3 separate regions of the Gossypium hirsutum genome follow, and all the other regions are linked to region 1. A link is a contact called in public Hi-C data. All regions are on one chromosome and are shown on one strand. Each heading gives the region's core, a stretch centred on a gene start, on an enhancer-like site or on the middle of the called end of the contact. The rest is flanking DNA. Distances are from core to core; before and after follow the strand shown. Region 1 holds the start of LOC107893904 (auxin-responsive protein SAUR22). Region 2 holds the start of LOC107903715 (tRNA-dihydrouridine(47) synthase [NAD(P)(+)]-like). Region 3 holds the start of LOC107903712 (auxin-induced protein 6B).

Evidence for each region. Hi-C and Micro-C count contacts between places; a contact is called where the count stands out from the background.
Region 2: a Hi-C map of leaf shows a contact between it and region 1, with 5 times the contacts expected there. The contact joins the promoter of LOC107903715 here to the promoter of LOC107893904 in region 1. A contact is called at or near these places in 4 of 34 Hi-C or Micro-C datasets (all in leaf).
Region 3: a contact with region 1 is called in a Hi-C map of leaf, with 2.2 times the contacts expected there. The contact joins the promoter of LOC107903712 here to the promoter of LOC107893904 in region 1. A contact is called at or near these places in 9 of 34 Hi-C or Micro-C datasets (callus, hypocotyl, leaf and 1 more).

Annotation. Positions count from the first base shown.
Region 1 is chrA13:42,838,417-42,843,444 of Gossypium_hirsutum_v2.1, forward strand. It overlaps LOC107893904 (auxin-responsive protein SAUR22), which reads right to left and starts at 2,936. Exons shown (of 1, transcript XM_016819048.2): 1 at 2,393-2,936. The coding sequence starts at 2,836. The coding sequence ends at 2,546.
Region 2 is chrA13:43,539,109-43,544,136 of Gossypium_hirsutum_v2.1, forward strand. LOC107903715 (tRNA-dihydrouridine(47) synthase [NAD(P)(+)]-like) reads right to left here and starts at 2,015. Exons shown (of 10, transcript XM_041086141.1): 1 at 1,564-2,015; 2 at 1,293-1,409; 3 at 971-1,207; 4 at 611-854; 5 at 169-452. The coding sequence starts at 1,845. It overlaps LOC107903717 (bZIP transcription factor 29), which reads right to left. Exons shown (of 5, transcript XM_016829861.2): 5 at 3,807-4,391. The coding sequence ends at 4,171.
Region 3 is chrA13:43,460,981-43,466,008 of Gossypium_hirsutum_v2.1, forward strand. LOC107903712 (auxin-induced protein 6B) reads right to left here and starts at 2,288. Exons shown (of 1, transcript XM_016829857.2): 1 at 1,344-2,288. The coding sequence starts at 2,105. The coding sequence ends at 1,647.

The DNA.
Region 1 (5,028 bases), core at 1,686-4,185:
TTGAGGTTAAGATTGATGATGAAGATCGGGCTATGCTATTATTGTGCTATTTCCCCCTTTCATACAAGTATTTCAAGGAAACTCTAATTTATTAAAGGGACAAACTCTCGTTCGAGGATGTGAAAGGTCATTTGTTGAGTAAAGAAAACTTGACAATGAGTTTGGTTTGAATAACAAGATAGATAGACAAGATTCTGTTTTGGTAGCATCAAAGAAGCGACACAAAAGTTGTTTCTATGATAAAAAGTTAGGTCACATTAAAGTAGATTTTTATAAACTACGAAACAAATAGGCTGCTGAGAGCAACGAGGAAGATGTAGCTAGTGCTAATATGGTCAATGAAAGGGGTAATGGTTTCTCGTTAGTGTCAACAAGCAAAAGCTCGAAGCTTACGTCCGAGTGGATCCTAGATTTGGGATGTTCTTTCCACATGTGTCCAAATAGAGAATGGTTCTCCACATATAGTTCACTTGAAGGTGGAGTTGTGCACATGTGAAACGGTTCATTTAGTGAGGTAATCGATATTGGTACTATTAAAATCAGGATGCATGATGGGATGATCAGGACAATATTAGATGTTAAGTATGTACTTGATTTATGAAATAATCTCATCTCCTTGAGTATTTTAGACTCAGAAAGTTATAGAATCAACATTAAGTCAAATGACATTAAGGTATCTTGTGGGGCTCTCATTTTGATGAAAGTTAAAAGGATCGACAGTCTTTATATTCTGTAAGGTTCTATAATGATCGGTGAAATCGGACGCCTCTCGTCTATTACGAAGTCGAAGTCAACTCGTTTGGAGCAGAGGCAACTTGCTCATAGGAGGGAAAAATATATAACAATTTCTTTGAATAGAGGTTCTCTTTTGGATGGAAGTTTTGAAAAGTTAGAGCACTGTGTTTATAAAAATCATAGCCGAATTAGTTAGATTTGGCAGTACACAAACATATTCAACTCAGTTAATTTCTTGCATAGTTAAAGATAGGCCCGTGACGGGCTTTGGCAAAGATGACGTTGTGGAAATACGAGTCAATATGGAGATTTGTTGAGTGTGCCACGTATTTCTGTCAAATTTGAAAGATTATCTCCCAGTGAAACTCTATTTATTTGTTTCAGTCAAACGCTAATTAGTCTAAATTATTTTATTATTATTTGACCTACGAATTTAGCCTATAAATAGGCTCTTTTAAAACCTTAGAAAATACACCCATAAAGATTAGAAGTCATAACAGTTTTGGAAAATGTTGTGTTTACGTTTTGAGAGTTATTTATTTTCTGGTTTCGGGGTTTAGTTTTTTATCTCTATCTTTTGTACTCTTCATTCTTTTACCATTATAGTAAAATTATCTTTGCCTATGATTTTTTTATCCTCTTTGATGGGGTTTTTCCATGTTAAATTTGTATATTCAATTTATCAATTTCTTCCACTATTTTTTATTTGTTCGTTGTTTAATAAGGTCGATCCACAACAATTTTAAACAAAAGCAGGAGTTGTTCTCAAACAACAGTTACATTGGATAACAATTGTTCTAACTGAAACTCTATTTTAAAAATAATTGTTGTGAACGAAGCTATTCTCAAACAACGACTCTTTCCTACAACAATTATTTTGAAGGGAAAGTAAATAAACTGACGTTGCTTATTTGTTTTAAGCATGCTAATACAATTTCTTGAATCGGCAGCCAAAACCAAGTATGTAGAATAATCAATTTTGAGAACCTTCCCAACGACTTTGCAATTTCCCGAATAAGGACTTCATCATATTATTTTACTTGAAGCCATGAAATCTTGATCTCAGCATTGTAGAAGAAGAAAAGATCTCTTTTGCTGAGAAGTTTTAGTCCATGGTTAGGACTGTCAAATAATGTCCATTGATAACCTAAGGACCCTTTTAGCGGTACAATAATCTAATAATTCAAAACTTTTTACTAAAACGTAATCATTTTCCATATCAATCAATTGAATGGTTTCAAACATAGATTGGATGTTGGAGTGCAAGGCTCTGTAACCCATTTCCATACGGCGGAGAAGTCCCGACTTACCAGCATGAGATCCTTGAACCAATTTATTTCCATTATCACATCCTCAGATATGGAGCTGTCCCTAATCTGAACCTTCTTCGTCACCCTAGCTTCATCTATCTCTGTTTGCAGAGATAGAAGAGTCCTCCTTGGAGACCATTTACAATCAGTCCTTGTATATATAACAGTTTCTTAACTTTAAAATGTTTTATCAAATTTATAAATTTAACAGAACTTGAAGAGCATCCTTAAAACACTTGGTTTCCGCTTTAGTTTGTCCACTTAAAAGTGTATCAACAAAAAAACTATTACTTTCTCGGTTAAAGTCATCCCATAATTGACAATATTAAAAATTAGAAAGGATGTTGTTGAGATCAAAGAACTAATTTTGTTGATAACTTTCTCTGCTTCTGTACATTACATTGGTTTTCAGCTCCTTTTTTTTTCTCTTTCACAAATGGAGAAAGAAAAAAAAAAAAGAGGAATCAAAATTGTGAAGGAGTGGCCCTTTGCATCTCTTATTAGGCCTGCAATCGAGAAGTGAGATTTAGGAAGGCATCTTCTCTGCAAGGAATTGTTAGACCACCCATGGGATGATTGAACCCGAACTCTTCCTCCGCTCGCTTAAGCAAGTCGTTGAACGAAGGATGGTTCAACACAGATATTGGAACCACGAACCTTTTTCTTTGCGTCTCCCCCACATAAACTGCAATGTGACCTTTCGGAACATCTGGTTTGTCTCTTGTAATACGAGACTGCAGCTTGAGGATTTGCTTGGCGCTGGAAATCATGGACGGTAGACGAACACCCATAATTCGAAATAATGAAAGGGAAATACAAGGAGATATAGATACTGAAATTTAAGGTTGCAGCAGTAACTTGTGAATTCTTTCAGGTTTCTTGGAGCTAAGAGGCTGATAATGGATTCTTATTTATAGAGAAGGGAGATGATCAAAGACGCAAATTGGCTACCATTTTGGCCTTGGGAGGACCCACTGCACCAAAGGGTCACATGGGTTGGCTCATTTGATTGGAGCCAATGATGCAGTAGACCAGCCACTAGCTCTCTCTCCTCGGGCCGTACTTGGGGAATATCCGGCAACGTCGTCAGTGATGCAAGATCTGTTTGTAATATTGACCGTAACATGTTGAAGTAATTTTTTTTTTATCAAACATAATTGATGTAATGAGTGGATTCGGTCCAAACTAAGCTGTCACGGATGGACTAAACAAAATATTCGTGTCAAGTACGGAACTACAGTCCGTCCCATGCGGTGCTAGCTGGCTATACACTTGCATTTATACAGTATTCTATTCTAAGGTTTTCTTTTGAGGTTTTTTTTAGTGCACATCCCATTCTTGGTTTTGGATAAAAAAGGTATCGAAAGCACTAAGGTTTTTTTTCTTAGAATTATCTTTTGCATCGTTACGGAATTTTTAGGGAACTACTGTTGCTGACTCTAGCTTATATAATTTTATGTGACAATTAATAGTTATTTATAGTCAGTCCTCAAATTTTAGTTTCGCATATTTGTCCAGGTATTTTTTTAAATAAAAAAGCTAAATACAATTAATCATAATAAATTTTGTATTAGTCACCAGCGTTTTCTTGTATCACTTCTAGAGCAATTTATTTGGGTGGGTATTTATAAATTTTCAAATTAACATGATCATTTTTTACTAAAACTGTCATAGAGTCTGCAATCATATTTGTTGAGCATGGAGTATACAATACCTTTATATGTCATTCCCTTGCTAATTGTTCTCTGATGATTCGCACAAAGCTCGACCCAACCTATTTTGTTTGATTGTTAATCATATTTGTTGCAAGTAGATTGTCACTCTCCACCATGAGTTGCTTTATACCTCTCCTCCATGCTATATCCACACCATCCATAATAACCTAAAGTTCTGCATCAACTATAGAACATATACCTATATTTCTACTATACCCAATAATCCATTTACCTTTGTGGTCTCGAAACAACCCGCTAGTTGAGGCACTTCCTTTCAATAGATGCTTAACCCCATCCGTATTCAGCTTGCACCACCCTTTAGACGGCAATTTCTAGCAAGTCCGATTACTTCCCTGATCATTCTACTGATGCCCTCTTCAGCTTGCCATAGTAATTGATTTTGCATAAGCTAGAATACCTGTAACAACCCATTTTTGAGTCAAATAAGAATAGTAATTTCGGGACCACAAATCTGATGTCGAAAAATTATTTTAATATTATTATATGTGTTTACAGCATGATTGTATGTCTGTGTGAAAATTTTGTGAGCTAATTTTATTGTTTAATAGCTCAAATTGAGAAAAAAAGACTAAATCGCGTAAAATGCAAAAGTTGCATGCTATTAGTTAAAAGTGTTAATTGGCCTTGGCTTTTAATTATGAAGGCCTTAAATGGTAATTAGACCATTTTAAATGTTAATTGACATCAATGGACATCCATTATATAATTTTATATGTTTATTACTAAGGTTAAAAAGGTAAATTAGTTTATTAACTTATAATAAACAAAACAAAATAAAAATTTGGCTTCATTATCATCTTTTTGAACCGAAATTAGAGAAGAAGAGGACCAAGGGATTAGGTTTTCCATTCGACACATTTATAGCTTGATTGAGATCAAGAAAAGAGGAATCCAGAATTAGATCGGGGGAAAGGCAAGATTATCGAGTAATTGACTCGTTCTGTCGTTTTCATACCTGAGGTAAGTTCGTATGTGGTAATTTCATTATAAATGAATGTTAAATGGTTTGATATTACATAAACTATGATTATGAGATTACAGATAATGTTTGAATTGTGAATACGTCTTTACGGAGATGTTCGATGATAAAAATGACGAGTGAAACTTTCCGGTTGAACCTTAGGAATAGTTTAGGATGCTAGTGACATGTCATTAGGTTATTGTGTTGGCTTCGGGCCATGATAGCGGCATTTCGAGTGCGAATGATACCTTGATTTGGCTACGGGCCATGGTATAGGTATTTCAGA
Region 2 (5,028 bases), core at 765-3,264, 700 kb after region 1:
TTATTTGGGATGCCTTGCTGAGAAAAAAAATTATGCCTATTCGTTCCCTTGGGTATACTTTAACTGGCTAACCGCAGCCCATTATTTCAATTTCTGACACTTATTGGAAGGAAAAAGTAGCAGTTTGCCCCTGATCCAAAAATCACTAGGCAGTTGTGATATGCATACCTGCAAAAGGTTGGTGCACATTGCCATTTCACCGCATGTCACATCTGCTCCCAGTGTTTTGCAAACCCTACGAAAAGGAAGATTCCCAACTGTGGTTAGAGGAGCAAGATACAACTTCTCTCTAAAATCAATAAGCATCTTTTCACGAGGGTGTATCTTGAGGCTCTTATCAGGTTCTGCATGTACATCATCAGCCAGTTCAGTTTCAGCAGATTTTTTTTCATTATACTTCTCAAGAACAGTCGCATCTTTCAAATTACATATCTTGGGGCTCCTATCAGGTTCTGCAAGTACATTATCTGCCAGTTCAGTTTCAGCAGAATTTTTTTCATTATCATTCTCCAAAACAGTTGCATCTGTCAATTTACACAACTGAGTTACAGACTAGATTAATCAGTTCAAAAATTAGTAAAGAATAAAAAATCCACAAGAAGTCTATCACCTTCCCCTTCATCAGAGCACTTTTCATCAACCAGTAACTTGGCCTTCTTCAAGGGTCTCAACTCATCAGTTTCACATGCCTCCTCAGCATTAACTGCTGCTGGAAATGTTGAAGGACACTCAGAACAGTCAACTGAATCATCAAGCACCTTTTTGCAATTGGTCTCATCAGCAGCATGAGAACCATCTAAACCAACTTCGTCTTCCTCCTTATCTACCAGCTTCTTTACTTTCCAGTTGGGCCCCTGAATTATCGCGTTGATAACAAGTTACTAACAATAAACCATAATGATTATAAAACAAGATGGAATGAACAGAAATGCAAGAAATAAGGACCAATAAAAGAATTATTTCATTGTACCGCCAGTCCAAGAGATTTAACTACAGCATCCGCTTTAGTAAAGCGCATTTTGTTTTTCCACAAAAGCTTCTGAACATCTTTGCTTAGTCCATTGACTTCAGAGCTTTTCTTCAATAAATTAGAAGTAGCAATGGGAGCATTATCCTTATGCGTGCCTGCAAATCTACAGGCTAAACCATAAGGGCAGGGTGCATCAGCTTTTATAAATGGGCAGTCACCCTCTAGATCAGCCGGTTTCTACATACAAAAAAAAAACTATTAAAAAAACCCAATTAGCAAGATTTGATCAAATTATAAAGTCAGGAAATGGGTATTCAAATACCTGAGCCATAAAGGCTTCAATGTCATGGCTGAAACGACATTTATCTTTATAAGAACATGCATTGACATCTCCCGTCTTTGCTATCTCAGGACATAGATTCAAAGGAGAATTTTGCTCCTGAAGGAGAAAAACAAATCTTCAACGATCACTTTTCAATTTACATTCCACTACTACAACAACAACAACAACAAAAAAAAAAGATTTTTTTCCCTGCCGGCAAATAACAATTGCTTTTGTAAAGGGAAACAGATCAGGTTAAGAAAATTGGGACCTGACGACGCTCTCGTTTGAGTTGCCGCTTCGATTTCTTTTCCTGGACAACGTTTGCCTGAGGTTGCTTGACGTTGGTGTCAGAGGCGGGGTTGTTTTGGGTGGTTCTAGAGGATGGTGGAGGTCGAAGAAACTCTCGCTTTACAGGTGCAATGGCTCGAGCTACTAACTCTTCCGGTGAACGTTGAGTAGTTCCATTCGGGTCCAAAGGCGGCTGTGAAGCCGGGACCCCTTCCGTCGAAGAGTCTGTAACCGCACAGATATCTTTCGGACAGTCATCCATCGATGGCGAGTTCGCTGGGTGAGGGCACTCAGTTCCCTGTCAATCTCCTGCAGTGATTAAAGCTCTGTTTCCAGTAACGAGGAGTGGCTCCTGATTAGGGTTTATGTTCAGTGGGATTGTTGTTGTAAGTGTACATAACGTGGGTAACCACATATTCACAGGGCAAAAGTGCCGCGCCTTTACTACGCGGACGGTGAGAAACAAAACGATGTCGTTGTTATCCTGAGAAGCAAACGATGCCGTTTTCATGAGGAGAGTGAGGACGAAAACGAGGCCGTGTTTTGGTGGAGAGTAAAAAGCAAACGGCGTCGTTTCATCTAAAAGGGAAAGGATAATATTATTAGAAAGATTTAAAGCCATACCATGAACTTGAGTCTAACCTCTTAAGCCACTCTACCATCCAATCGCCATGTTTGGTTTAATAAAATAGAATAAATTAGGAATGTATTAATTATGTGTAGAAATAGAATATAAAAATAATAGATATTATATTGTTTAGTTGATTGAATAGAATAAACAAGTAATAGTATTAAGCTGGCTAGATTGATAGTAAGAAAGAGAAAAGTAATAAGTGTTCAACGATATTATGATCCTTAAATTAAATAATAATATTTTTATTATTCTATTATTATTAAAATTGATATAATTCATAAAAATAATATATGTAGAAAATTTAAATATTACAATTTAGTAATATATATTATAAATATACTTAATAGTATAATATATTATTCATTTCTTAATAAATTTATAAATATTATGTCAAAACATACTATTTGAAAATGAATAATTTCACCTTTTACATTAAATAATAATAACATTATTTACCAATAATTTATTTAATTTTCAAAAATAAATCTAAAAATCATATTTAAAAATTTAGAAATATTATTAAAATCCTACTTATAAAAGTATAAAATTTTTATTTTAATATTACTTTTATCTCTTTCTTCTTTTTTTGGAGTTCTACCTGGTTTTTTTTTTAATTTAATTTAATTGACCAACTTTGATTTGTTCAGAATGTTTCCATTCTTAACTCATCATCGTGGCAACTGATCTCATTGTCACTATCAACCATCGTCAAGGCTTTATGGAATTTCATCACAGATTTCTTGTAACTTCTTTTTTTATTTTCTACTGGATTTTTCAAAAAACAAAATAACAATAAACTTTGATTACAAAAATAATCTTCAGCTTCCGTTGCATTTTTTGTGGTCTTCCATCGCTCCAAGTCTTCATTTTGGTTTTCTTAATTGTTGTGAACTCCTAAAATTTAAAGGCTTAAAATCCTTAGTGCTAATCTTAAATAGAAAAAACCGAAAAAGTTGTTTTATTGCCTCTGTAGTGAGAATGATATTGAAAAAACCAAATCAAATTTAACAAAAGTTGTCTTGGTTTAACTTGAAATGATGAGGGTAAAATTTTAAATATATATAAATGCTATTCGCTGTTGTGCGGAACAGCCATTCTTTAGTAAGAATGAAGAATAGTAATTCGTTATTGTCGGTAATGAGATATAAATTCTAAATCGGCTGAATAAGGAATTTATTAAACCAAATTATGGAATAATTATTCCCCTTGGAATAAACCCAGAATGGGTTCGCTATTCATGCCAGCCAACCAAATGTTCTGTAAGTTTCAAACTTTTTACAAATGAACAAGAAACTATGCTCTGAATATGCCAAAGAAAGCTCTTCTGTGATAAAAGTTTTTGCTGATCTGATATTTTAAAAAGAAAGATTTCAGATTAATTGCTTCCAAGTCCCAATCTTATCACACTGCCTGCTTAGTGAATGATTAAACACATACATGGGATGAAAACACTAGCTTTCTTTCTCTCTCAGTTCACAAGTTTGGTTTTGCTACATTTTGGTGCAATAAAACTCAACTTGTGCAAATACCCAAAGTACATCGAAAATCAATTGATAGAACAAACTGCAAAAGAAAAAAACCAGAGTCGCTCAAATGAAATGCCCAAACTCTTTTACTGAAATGAGAAGAGAATTAAATAAAAAAAAGAATATAACAGAAGAGTTAAAGATCAACTCTTGTAATGTTAATGAAACAAATCCTGTATGTCAACTTAATGCTTACATTCCAAAATGATTTATCTATCATAAATAAATAAATTAAAAAGATTTGATTATAACCGATATTATGATTATTCAAGCTGATGTATGTTTTTACTTCGTCCCATCATCTAAAGATGGAGAATATCTGATGCAGGTTGAAATCCTCCGAAGTCGGGACGTTGAAAACTAATGAATACCCGAGGTGAAGAGAAACGGGGGTATCATGGGTTTTCAAAGCTTCCCAGAGACCAAGCTACTGATTCAACTCGGTTTTTGCAGTTGTGTTCCCATTCTGTTGTTGGGGCTGTGGAGGTGACTGCTTCTGCATCTGATGAGAAATGTTAAGCTGGAACATCTGCTGATTAACAGAAAGCGGCTCGGAAACCATGCCTTTTGAAGGGTCGGAATCACCACCTAGCTGTTGAGTAGCGAGTTTTAATCGTTGGACCTCCGCAGTTAATGCTTCGTTTAGAGCTTTCCAAATGCAACACAAAAATGAAGGATAAGACACTCGAGCATAAAATTTCAGGCAATGCAGTTGTAGAATAATGGAGAACTTGGTACAACAAATCATCAGAGTTATCGAAAGGATGAATTAGAACAACATATATGCAAAGAACCAACTCCGCTTAGGAGAAAAGTTATCACGAAGTTCAGTAGGTTTAATGCCATGACCTATATGAGACTTCATGAGTAGCAGGTAGAGGCATATGGCTAATCAATGCAATATGATTTTTGGTGCAATTTAAGCTTCCACCATTGATCTATAATGTAGCTTCAAGACAAAACCAACGATTATGGCACAACTTTCCTAATAGTAGTCTTTTATATTTTATTCCTAGCGTGAAATATAAAAAATACTACAGCACCTTATTTACCATCTTTGAAACATCATTTCTTCGAAGATACTAAATATGAGGATGATGGAAAGGGCAAGGAAAATCCACTTGCACCATGAAAAAATGAAATGAAATGACGCACCATAATCAATTAAAAGTAAAATCCATATGTTTCCTATACAAGATAATAATATTTATTGCAACCTTAAAAGCTCAGCATGGTTTACGAATTTTTTGTTCTCATAGTTCTGTAAACGTAGAAGCAGCAAATT
Region 3 (5,028 bases), core at 1,038-3,537, 620 kb after region 1:
GCCATTATCGACTTCCTACACCAACTCAATCACGTCGTTAGGTTCCCCATGACACCATTTGGCCAATTTTTGTCTCAAGAGGGTATAAAACTAATAAAATCATTTATTAATAACAAAAGTAAAGAAAGTACACTTAAATTGCTTGAACATAGGCTCATCTAGTATAATGAAGAGCCTAATTTGATATATCAAATTATGACGGATCAAGAGGGACAATTGTTATATATTTACACAACGGCACCCTTTATGCCACAACACTTCCAAGATGACATGCCAGCACAGATAACTTGATAGGCGATGCCAAAGTGTCATCAAGGGATTTGTCATGTCAAATCCAATTTCATTTAATGATTGTAACGCTGCAAGTTTATCAACCCCGAAAGCAATTACATCCAGCCCACTCCTCATGTTACAAGGTCAAATCAAACCCATTTTGATCTAACCCAACATAAGTCATCATGAAAGGGAGCCCACCTCAAGCTTGGATATATCTATTAAAGCCACTCTGATGAAGGGTATCATGTACCAAGATTAACGACTGTGAGCACAAATTGGATATAAATCACACCCATTACAACGACTCCTTACAGCCTTTACATGTAAATCGTGATACCTTTCATTCCATGTTGTAACAAAAAGGCAGGGTGATTTGATGAATAACCTAACCACCCAAATAGCATAATTGTAATTGGATGAATCACATTGCTATTTCCATGATTATTAGAAAAAGTAATAATATCAAATTTCATTTTCCTTATCATCACTTTTTTTCTTTTTCCACACTTTTTCATCAGCTAATTAATACATTAATCTTATCTTCCCTTTATAAAGGTTCCACTATAGGATTAGAAAGTTACGTCTGTCTGAGCATTTCAATTTTTACTTTTTACTATAATGGAAAACAACATTTAGCATCTCGTACCATTACTAAATTTCCTTTTGTCAATATACATCATCATTATCCAACTTCAATTTCAAACACCAAGGATCTTAACCATTTAATTTTGAAATTTTCACCAGGCAAGTTTGATAAATTTTGTATATTCTTACTAATTATAAATTTATTTTAATTGAATCAAAAATTATTTATTCTTAAGCATTGTGGTTCCATTTTAAAGTATTATTCTCTTAACCTCTTTTAATGATAATTGCATTGTGGGTATCTAAAATTGCAATGCTAAAAGGTTCAACCCATCATTTGCAATTATAATGTATACCTTGTAGCTTTATATAAGTGAAACTATAAAAAAAATTTTAAAAAAAATTGCAATGCTCATATAAATTACAATTTATATTATATTCTCTCACAAAAAAATAAAAATTAAAAAAAAACAAATTATATATAATATCTCTAAAATTTCAAAAAATAATAACTCAAAGTCATTGGATTTACAATATGGAAATAATAAATAAATTATGCTTAAGCTTCGTCACTCTTTTCCACTCGGGATGACTCGGTAAAAACAATCCCTCTTTGCCATCTCCTTCATAATCATTGTAAGGAAAAGAACTTCAAAATTACCCACTAATCACTCTAATAAATCATAATGAAACCTAATCAACTCAGTAAAACTGTTAGCGCTTCCAACTCTGGTTGAGTCAACCAAGGAGGATCTGTCGTTTTTATTATATGCTTGCATTAGCTTTTAGTACACTGATTTATCGGCGACCCCATGAAGCAACGGTCGAGATTCGCCTAAACCCCCGAGTTTATTCTTCATGCCGACTTGGCAGCATCTCTGAAGAACCTCGAATGTGGAGAACCGGCCCGAGTCGGATCGGGATACGGCTCGGAGAATCTCCTCGAACAACGACTCGTCGCATGGGATGGTTAACGGTCCAACGTTGTTGAAACCGTACTCCTCTTCAGTTTGTACCAGGAGTTTTCTGAACATGGGGTGGTTAAGGTACGTCGCGCGTACGATAAATCTCCTGAGACTGGTGCCCACGCAGACCGCCACGTGTCCAGCAGGAACATCTGACGGCGCGTGTCCGTTATTGTTGTTGTTGGCCGTTATCCGGGCATTCCTTCGCCACTGCTTCAGCATTTGTCGGATCCGAACTATCTGACGAATTTTCTGGCATTTTCCCATTCCGTGATACATTCTTTTCCCAAGGAAGTGACAGAAAATGAGCAAGGAACGTTAAAAGGAAAAGAGAATACTTTCCGAGAAAGTGAGAGAAAGAAAAAAAGTGCAGTAGAAGAAGGAAGTCTTCGGTGGCGTGAGAAAAAATAAAATTTACTTGTGAGTTAAAAGTTTAGGGCGGAGGGAGGTATTATAAGGTCAAGGATAAGAGATATTGCCCTTGGACTTTGAGATAATTACGAGATTGTGTCTGCTGTTTCCATGGGTATCATGGCCATGTGATCCACAGTAAGGTAATGGGACTTTAGCTAGCTTTAATCCATTTTTTAATTCATTAAAGCATAATTTCTTTAGTGTTTAGTTAGTTTCTTGATAGTGGTGCATTATCTATTTATATTATTATTTAAATTTCTGATTTAAAATTTAATTGAGAAATAATTATTAATCTTCATAGCGTTTGTGTGGACTTCAATTGAATTGAAAAGAAATTGATAAATTAAATTTAAGGTAAATTTATATTTTGATCATTTAAGTTGTTAGGCTATTAAAATTGTTGTTATATGACTTTTTTTTTATCACATTGTCTACACCAATCGAAACATCTCATTCCCTTTCTCTTTTATAGTTTAATTTTTTTTCATGAAACAATTTTTAATGTTGCTAATTTGTGAAGCAAAATTCAAACAGTTTTCTTCTCTAATTTTCAACATTGACTGTCAAATTAACTTAGAGTTAATGTATGTTATTATACTTGTCGAGCGTATTGATCCACCGTATCGATTGTGGAACTATCGCTTGAAACTTACTAGTTAGACTTTTAAAAAGAAAAATACTTAATAATCCGGTGACTTGAATAAAATCTTCCAAATAATTTAATGACTTAAACCAAAACTTTTGAAAATTTCAGTAATCAATTTTAGCTTTTTGAAGTTAAGTGACCAAAATATAAACTCATTAATAATTTAATAAACTTGGTAGTTTATAAAAAAAATATGAGCTAAATTAATAAAAGAAAGAAAAATATATTAGTAGGAGTATATAATTAAAAATGTAAAAAGAGACTTTCCTAATTTTGCTCATGATCCCGAGTTTTTTATTGTACATATTTTTTTATATTAATTTTAATAAAAATTGCATGAGAAGTAGAGAAAAATATACAAGGAATAAATAAAGTGAAAAAAAATATTCTAATTACTTTTATATAAATAAAACAAACTTTTAATTTTTAACTTAGCCTTAAATAAGTTATTAATATAAAAAAAACAAGTTTAAAGGGAAGATGAAACAAAATAAATAAATACTTGATATTTAATAAAAAAAAAGCAGAGAACTTTTTAAAAAGTGAACTAATATGAGATTTTTTTATTTTTTATTTTAAGTATTGTAACCCTTTTTGACATTTGGTTGATAGTTATAATGATATGATTGGATTAGATTCTGTGTGTCTTTAAAATACAAAAACCTTGTATCATGTCAAAATCCTACTACTAACCTCCTCCATGCAACTACATTATTTTCCACTAACAATATATATAGAGTTAATTAATTAAATCATAACTGGTTGCCTGTGCTAGCTACAAGATGATATTTATATGAATTATGAGCAAACAACAATGTTCATCATCTACGCCCCCCCCCCCAAAAAAAAACTATGATGAAAAGAAGGCAATTATAAAGAAAACATGCTGTGGCCGTTTCATGTTTTGTCTCCCTCGCTAGCTTTTGTTTTAAGGCAGTAATCCTGATTAAAATAAGCAATAATCCAAGATTTAGGGAATATATGCTGGGGCCTGCTTTTATTTCAAACTTATTCTATGGGTATCTGTTTCTATAGACAAATAAAATTAGCAGAAGAAGCGTGGAATGATGTTTGGTTGAAGGGTGAAGCAAAGGCAACTTTCAGTTTTACTATATTAAACTAAAACCAGTTGAATCTTTTCAGGTTAGCTTCCACTTTGTCTTTGCTGCACATCTCATTTTTCACCTAACTCGGAGGTTAAGACCATCAACATATAGTTGAGATTTTTTATTATTATCTTTTTTTTTTTAAGTTCTAAACAGCTTTATTAGTAAATCAGATCTCAATTTTATAAAATTTTGAAGAATGATTTCAATCATAATAAAGGAATCCCACTATCCATTAAAAAAAGTAAAAAGAGCGAAAATTTTGGGAGGGATTAAGTAAGCACCAAAACTTTTGAAGATAAAAGACTTAACTCAATCATTCTGAGTAACCATTGATATAAATTTACAGATATGGAGGAGTAGTGCAAATATATGGGATAATCTTTTTTCCTGATAATGCTTCAGTACATGTTTGCTAACCTTATTAGCATCTCTAAATATATGGGATAATCCAGCTTACCGTTCACTATTACACACCTCCTTCATCCAGCGCTGATTAACATGCCGATTGCCAACATGTGGAAAGCCAGACTCCCAAGCAAATTTGACACCACCCATCTCGTAGCCAATCAATGTTGTCGTAAAGAAAGAGATCTATACACTATCATCAGGACACCCTGTGCCCAGTTTATACTTTTTCAAAACTTGAACCCAAAAAGCATTCCTATTAAAGCCTAATTTTAGCTACATTTTGTTCCCTAAGTTTGCGAGCTGTCAACAAGTTTCCCAACCAACTAGCTGAATCTTTCGATGCTCATTTGTACAACCTTTTAACAAAATTCCTTATTATCTTTGCAATTTCTCAACAGATGTCCACCGGAATTCAAGGCAACTGCATGAAATAATTGGGAATAACTAAGAGGATCGACCTCGCCAAGGTAACTCCACCATCCTACCCATTAAACCATTTATCAACTTCATCCATCATTAACCGATATGTCTGCTTGGTTACCCTTTAGTGAAATAAGGAGTGAAATAAGGGTATCCCAAGATATTTCTCTACATCCTCCACTACTTTGAACCCCAACTTGGACCT